Linked DNA regions of Drosophila melanogaster: region 1 is linked to region 2. The links are chromatin contacts, called in public targeted proximity ligation maps. All regions are on one chromosome and are shown on one strand. The core of a region is the stretch at or near the end of the contact, and the rest is flanking DNA. Distances in the headings are between cores, read along the strand shown.

The links.
Region 1: a targeted proximity ligation map of the Kc167 cell line shows a contact between it and region 2, with 4 times the contacts expected there. A contact is called at or near these places in 9 of 107 Hi-C or Micro-C datasets (the D17-c3 cell line, the Kc167 cell line, the OSC cell line and 3 more) and 2 of 7 datasets of targeted methods (both in the Kc167 cell line).

What each region holds. Positions count from the first base shown.
Region 1 is chr3R:31,052,578-31,056,260 of dm6, forward strand. It overlaps Chchd3 (Coiled-coil-helix-coiled-coil-helix domain containing 3), which reads right to left and starts at 1,338. Exons shown (of 3, transcript NM_143581.3): 1 at 1,256-1,338; 2 at 1,010-1,174; 3 at 39-730. The coding sequence starts at 1,136. The coding sequence ends at 186. It overlaps dco (discs overgrown), which reads right to left. Exons shown (of 4, transcript NM_001276203.1): 4 at 1,508-3,683.
Region 2 is chr3R:30,825,679-30,829,681 of dm6, forward strand. It overlaps CG15544, which reads left to right and starts at 2,141. Exons shown (of 4, transcript NM_143571.4): 1 at 2,141-2,787. It overlaps cindr (CIN85 and CD2AP related), which reads left to right. Exons shown (of 7, transcript NM_001276200.1): 7 at 1-1,327. The coding sequence ends at 367.

The sequences.
Region 1 (3,683 bases), core at 88-2,587, 230 kb after region 2:
TAGAATATCCCGGCCATAAAAACGTCGATGGATTGATTCATTTAAGTTAGTTTACTATCGCTCGCAATGACACTTTTGCTTAAGTTTTGAGTACATCCCCATCGATCGCTCAATCGTTTATACAAAACCCATAAGGGGCCTCAAAGAAAAGTCAACAAATTAGGACAAAAGGATTTGCCAGGATCCTAGGCCGCCTTGGCAGGAACGGTGGCCTTGGAGGTCACTTTCGACGACTCTGGTTCCGCATCCAGCTTCTGGACGCGATGAAGATCGATGCACTGTCGGAATTGGGCCACCTCCTCAATGCACTTCAAGGTCTCCCCGGGATGCGCGCGGTAGCAGGCAAGCAGCTGGGATTTCAGGTCCTGGCAGGGAGGCACTTTGTGCGACGACGCGGTGCTGACGAATCGCTTGTGCACATTTTCTACAGCATTGGCGTACTCCTTCTCCAGGATGGTGTTGGTCTTCTTGAGGTTCTCCTCCAGCTTCGCCATGCGCTCCTTCCACAGCTCGTCATTCTTGATTAGCTCCTGGTTCATCTGGCGCTGCACATCGGCCGCGCTAATGGTGTGTCCTCCTCCCTGGACGTAAATGGGCACTGCAGCGGGATAGGAGGATACTTTCGGAGCAGGAGAAGCAGCTGGCGAGGATGCGGCTGGCTTGGCGGCAGCCTTCGTCGTTGGCTTGGGCACTGGTTTCGATTCCTCCGCAGCGGCTGCGTGCTCACGAGCTGAATTGGACAAGATATAAATCAATAGTTTAATGAAAAAAACATACAAATAGGAATGGAAACTAGCCAATGAAACCAAAACTACACCCTTTCAAGTGCGTTTTTTTTTTGTGAACAAGATAGAAGAGCCACTCTCTACAACTTGCTGCTGTTCTCGTTAACGAGTTTCCACTGTGTTTGGCGTAAACATTTGCCCGTTTTGACAATTGTTGCATAACACCGAGCAGAGTGAAATGGTCATTTCCGGATATAACTCCACAATGCCATTGGATTGCTTACCCTGCTGGGATATTCCCGCCTTCAGTCGCTTGACCACATCGTCGGATATATCAATAACGCCGGCAGGAGTTGGGTTTTCCATTGAAACGGTTCGGGGCTCGCGGGATTGAGACTGTCGGGCTCCCATCTTTGAAGTTCCTCTAGCTGCTGTTCGTGGAGCAAAACCTGGAATATCGGCAATTGGTTAATCGGTGTCAAGTCTTCGCAAGCTCATGCATCGCTTCGATCTGTTTATTTCGGCCTTACCCTTTTCGGTGAAAAACTACAGGGCCAACCCAACAAAAATAAGACGTGCTCAGAGTGACCTTAAAGCGCAAGCACGAAAAAGACGCAAAACAGCTGACCGGTAGAGTAGCCAGATTGTTCGACCAGGGCTGGTTGTTTTTGTATATTGGCGTTGCCAGATTATCGAATATTCAAATCCTTCACTTAAGAAACCTTCATTTACGGTGGAATTTAGCTCCACAATTTCCCCCAACTTCTGTTTGACAACACAATAAGCAAATCTGATGAGTCGTGTTATTATTGTTTAAGCTTTTTAATGCCTCGTTCGTAATTGTTATTGTGAATGGTGGTGTGGCTTATTTAGTAGCTGCTTTTATTCTGTTCACACATACATATTCCATGTTCGGTTTAATTCGAAATACTTGCTAATTACATAAATGTGGCCTTATCGTGCACTTATCGATACATCCGTCGAATTCCGATCCAACGTACTTTTGAAATGTTTCATGAACCGCTTCGATTTCGATTTCGATTTCGTTTGTGGTTATTTTGTATTCCATATCACTGGTGGTTTATTTTTAATGATTTTCTCTCATATCGCCCATGATACACTCGAACTCGATCCAATTAGTATAATTAGTTATTAGTTCAAAATTCTATTCTCAATATACATATACAGTTAATTATACAAAACCTTCGAAATTACTATGTTCTCAATTTGTTAGTTTCTCTATTTCGCTTATGCTGAATGGACTGCTCGCTCATACAAGATCATTTAGTTCTCCATTTCTAGTGGCTCATAATCGCTATGAATCAGTTTGTCGGGCTTCGATTTCGTTTCTTTTCTATCAATAAAATGCTAATGGTTTAGGTTTAGTACTCTGTATGCTAGGAGGAAAATCACACATATGTATATATTTTAATTTTATACTTTTGGGGTTCGGATATTATTCTTATGTACACTCATCACTAGGTTCTCAATTCTCGGTTTGGGGAGGAGGATTGGGGCTTCTCCACGGTCGCGGATCCCCTAATCTGAATGCGCTATATGGTCGTGTTTACAAGGTTGGTCGTTTGCAAGGCGTGCGCTTCGAATGGAGTTGTGTTCGAAAAATAAAAGTAAAATGACTGAAACAAACCGATTAGAAAACAAAACAATTTGTAAGAAATATCACGTAATGTACTTTTATTTAAGTTTTAGTGGCTTCTGCGTTCAGTGATCCGATTTGTGTTTTGCATTTCTTTGATTTGTTAGTTCTTAGCCAGCCGATCGCTGTGGGGTTTACATGTTTACGTGTTCTCATAAGATATAGTTTATATTAATGTATATTCATATTTTTACCCATTCATTATCTCTTGGCGCATTTAGAATTTAAGTTTTTTTTTTGCATTTTCCTTTTTTATTTTACGGTTTGGTATTACTTATAAACAAATTTCATATTATAGCTATAGTTTATTAGCTAGCGTTGTGTAACTTTCCTCCGCAGGGCCATTACTTACATTGTTAAATCGAAACGTTAATGCAATTGTTTTGTTGTGTATGTCTAACGCAATTTATATGCTCTCTATCTTAGTTACATGATTTTGTTGCGTAAACAAAGGGCTGCCCCAACTCCCAGCTCCCACATCTCGCATCCCATTTGCCCACCGCTCGGGAAATGCGCGCTTAAGTGTTTAAAAATCGGAAAGATATATATGAACACAGGCAGCAAAGTGCAGACCACGAAAGTATATATATATATATATATATATATATATATATATATATATATATATATATATATATATATATATAAATATATATATATAGATAGGGGAGTAGGCGGTACAGAAGGTTACATAATATAACATAGGAGGGCCTTATAAGTCAGAGCGTTGCTTAAAGCTAGAGAACTGCACGTGGTAATCGCAATCATTTTACCATCAACTTAGGTTACAATGTGGGTGCCTTGCTGTGTGGCATATGCTTTTGTATGGATTGGATTCGCTAGAGCTAGAGCCTATAGTCTAGGGTTAGGGACACTCGCTGAACGCGGTGTCCTTTGTTTCTTTTACACAAATATTACACTTACAATCGAGTTATTATGTGTTCATGATCGGTTCTGCATGTTCTGCCTGATTTGGTCTGGGACTTCAAGTTAACAAAGAAAAAGTTGAGCCGGCCAAGAGCAAATAGTCAAATGCAAAACAGAATTAAATGCCTGCGTGTCCTGCTAACCCTCCTCCCAAACCCTTCCGCGGACCCCTAATCAACCGCCGATCTATTGGCCAATCTTCAGGCAGGGATCTCAAATCAATTGAACAGTGCGGTTTGTTGCAGTTTCTTGCAGCCAGGTTGCAATCGTTTATGTTCTAATAGTATAAATTAAATTAATCATAGGCTAGTTAATTAATAATAAGCGCGCTCAACGTTCTAACATCTGGGAGCAGAAACCAAAATGTCAAAAAA
Region 2 (4,003 bases), core at 891-3,390:
CATGTCGCGCAGCTTGTCGGCTGCCAAAGTCCAAACCGCCAGCAGCGACGAGGAGACGAGAGCCACAAGGCCAAACAGTCTAGCTATACGAAATCAACGAAGTGTTTCGCCTCTGGTAAAGAGCTCCAATGCCAGCAGCTCGCAGTCCCAGGAGGAGAAGCCCACCAGCCAGCTGAACAACCACCAGGATGCCAGTTCCTCAAGGGTGGCCCAATTGGAGCAACGGGTGGATAAGCTGGAGGGGCTGGTGCTAAACCAACAGCGAACCATTGAGGAGCTGGTAAATGCCCTGAAATCGGAAGCTGAACGCGTCAAGATTTTGAGGAGCGAACTGGACAAATACGCGCAGTGCGTGACGCAAGTTTGAGCCTAGTTGAATCGCCTTTTAGCTAGCTTTTGAATACTTGATTTTTAGCGTCTGCTGAACTCTACAATATACCCAGGCCTAAAAGCGTAGAACGTAGTAGAGTAGAGACCGAACCCAAGACAATCCCAAATATCTGTACTCTGTGTTCTGTACTTATATACCAGAATGATCTATCCAAAACCACTAGCGATCAATCGTTTTTGCATGCCAAAACCGTTTCGTTTTTCGCTACAATACTTTGTATTCCCCTGTATATCTGATAATTTCGATAAGTATTTTTTATACACTCGTACATTCCGAAGAGCAAAAGGGTGTGATTTCTTTTAGCTGCTTTCGATTGCGATTTGTTTTGTTTATTCGATTTATGATTATTTTTTAAAGATGTATTAAAGTTATGAGTAAACTGTACTATAAACTATATACCTAACGAGAGAGAAACATACAAAGTTCGATGGAGTCGATGATGATGCCTAAAACTTAAGCAATACCAATAAATAATGCAAATAAATACTTCAATGTTTTCTGAATGTTTTTCATTTTCTTATTTCGATGTGATTCTGCTTTTATTTTTTTCTAAATGACTGATATAGATAGTTAGCGATGTAGAGAATCCACATATCTAAGCCCGGATAATAAACTAACCTTTTTGATAAAATTTCTTTTTCATAACAGCAAGCAAACTCGTCGCGGGAAATTCGACAATTGGATGTTTTAATTGATCAGCGGATCAGATCAGCCGTTAGATCGAACGATCCAGATATATTAGATATTTATAACCCAGACCCGCCTGTACAGAATATTCCTTTTTCTTTTGTGATAAGCCTCCGCATAACCAGCTTTGTAGTCTAATCAAATCAATCTGCGTAGCTAGCCACCCGCAATTCCCGATTGTTAGCAAATATGTTGTGGTTTACTTGGAAATATCGCATTTTGTATGGCTTAACATGTAAATATTATTGTAAATTAATATGGGATATTAAATAAACATTTCATATTTAGTAAAACAAATGCCAAATCTAGTTCAACTATCAGTGGCTGATGGGGGGGACTTGTATTCTATTTATTTTTGTTATCAATTTCCATCTAAACGTTTCTACATGCTGACAATATCACGCTTTAAAGTTCACGCTTAGACCTTGCACCTTGGCCTGCTATACAAAATTTTTTTATTCAAAATAGCTTAACATCTATTACTTTTGTTATGGTTAAAATAAATATTGGGGACCAAATCAATTTTGCCTTGGTTCATGTCTTTGCTAATATATCATAGACACATTTTACATTTTACTTTTTATGTAAAATAATAAGCTTCGATCATGTTGAAGTAATTTAAATTGTTAATAAGTAATTAATTAAATCAGGAAAATAAAAATATGCGTGAATATTATTTTTTTTCCATATTTCCATATTTTATTCTTAAGAATATAGATAGAATCTAGATATAATTAAACTGTATAAAATTCTGGACTTAGAAATCAGCTTTGGTCAAGTGTCCACGCGACATGACTTCAAGCCATCATCAAATGTGCGAATCTTGGCGAGCACAAACTGATCGAGAGAGTCTGACTTTGGGGAGCGATTTGTTTGCTGGCGGATTTATGTTTGTACTTGCGCTTTTTGCTTCGCCTTTCGTGTTTTCGGTTTTTGCCTTGGCACTTGGCTGTGTTCTGTTGTGAATGTGGCTTAAACCTGGTGTTTGAGCCAAGTCGTACGCGACCGCTCTCGGAGCTTTTCAGCCTGGCTTCTTGGGCGACTTATCAGTTTCTGATCGCTGTGGGAATTCAGTTAATTGTGGACGCTGTAGCCAAACGGACGCATGCGCGGCGCTCGAGAGACTTTCCGAGTTTTTCCTGAATAAAATCACTACGTGTTTCTGGTCGTGAAAGTATCTTTTTCAGTTAGGCAGTGCACTCTGCAGTGGCCCCACCCTTCCCCCCTATTTCTCAAGCCTCAAGTCAAAACAGAAACGCGAGCAAACACAGCTGAAAACCTATTTAAGGACCGTTCCAAAAACCAAGGATACATTTCAAAGACCTCTTTCGATCAAGTCAGTTAAATACAGAGTTTTCAGAGTGTGTGTCTGTGTGCGTGTGCCAGTGTGTGTCTTTCAAGTGTGTGCCTTAATCCATTCAATGTAATTAAACCCAAATCAAAACAAAGTATAGTAAGTCCGCGAAACGAGCAAATACAAATACTTTTGAAAGAGCCATAAACAAATCGCAGTCTGCGAAATCCGTTCAAAGCTCGCGCCAATATTGCTCCAATTTGAGAAAACGGCTTAGCAACAATTGCATTGAACAGTCGAACACAAAAACTGAAGCCTAAAACAGCAACAACCACCCGTAAATATAGAAAGCTTAACAATCAAATCCAACAACAACGACAACGAGGGATTAAAGCCACTAACAGCTATAAATGTGGTGGGTGCATTATTGGTAAGCTCGGCGGGTTTGGTAAAAAGTAACGGTTAATAATATGCCACACAGTAAAAAAAAAGTGACGAACATTACGGATTTGCAAAGATGTGTATTTAAATTTTAACGCCACCAAATACGTGACTTTTGGAGCATCGAGAAAATAATATTTACACTGTAACTATTTAAAATATTTATTAAAGCACATTTAAATGTTTTATAATTTCTAAAAGCAAATGAAAACTGGTGTTGATTTTATTCTTCAATTTTCTGAATATAATTTTCGCATTATTATTATTAGTTATTTGAGAGAATAATTCAAAAGTAAGCTGATATCTGAAATAACGTATCTTTTTATTAGTGCTACGAAAATTTTGTCTGTGCAGGAACAAAATCGCAAAGTGTACATATAGATCGCTATACTGCCAAATGGCTAAAATTGGCCAAATCCAAAGAGTTTTTATGCGCAAACGCGTTTTTTATGTTTTTAGGATTTTCCTCCCGCTTTTTGCGAATTTTTTTTTTGTTGGTTTTCGTTTGTTTTGCACTCGGTTTGTTACTCAAATTTTTTGCTGCTGAGTTTTAATTTTTGTTACAGTTTTTTCTGCATTTTGGTAGAGTTTTTTGTGCTTGGTCTACTGCCTTGCTCAACGAGCGGCTTTGTTATTGTTATTGTTTTTGTTTTCGATTTGGCCACAAAGTGGATTTGTCTTCATGCCGTGGAAATCTGGCGGAAAGGCGGTGGGCAGAGGGCGGTGGGCGGTGCCGGTTGGGAGATATGTCGGCCAGTCGCCTCAAGGTCACGGATGAAAGTCTATCGGTGTGAGTCAGTCAATTGGCATGCAAGTGCATTAGTGTTTGGGTTTTGAAATCACACAAAAAAAAAAAAAACGACGGAAAGACCGAATGAAAGAGCATTTGTTTCTTTTGTCCGGCTCGAATTCGAATTCCCGATTTTTAATGGACGGGCGTGGATTAAGGCATTAATTTATTTCGCAGGCAGATTCATATCTCTCATTCGCGCGATCGACAAACGAGACTTTAATGGTCCCCATACATACATATGTATGTATGTATGTAGCTCATTAGTTTAGACGCCCTGCTTATTCCGAACTTACCGAAATAATTAACGGTTCGCTTGTAATTGGGCGTTGATTTAGTGACCCACTGTCCCAGCTGGCCATTCGGATTCAAAGTCCGAAAAAAAAAAACAGAAATAAAT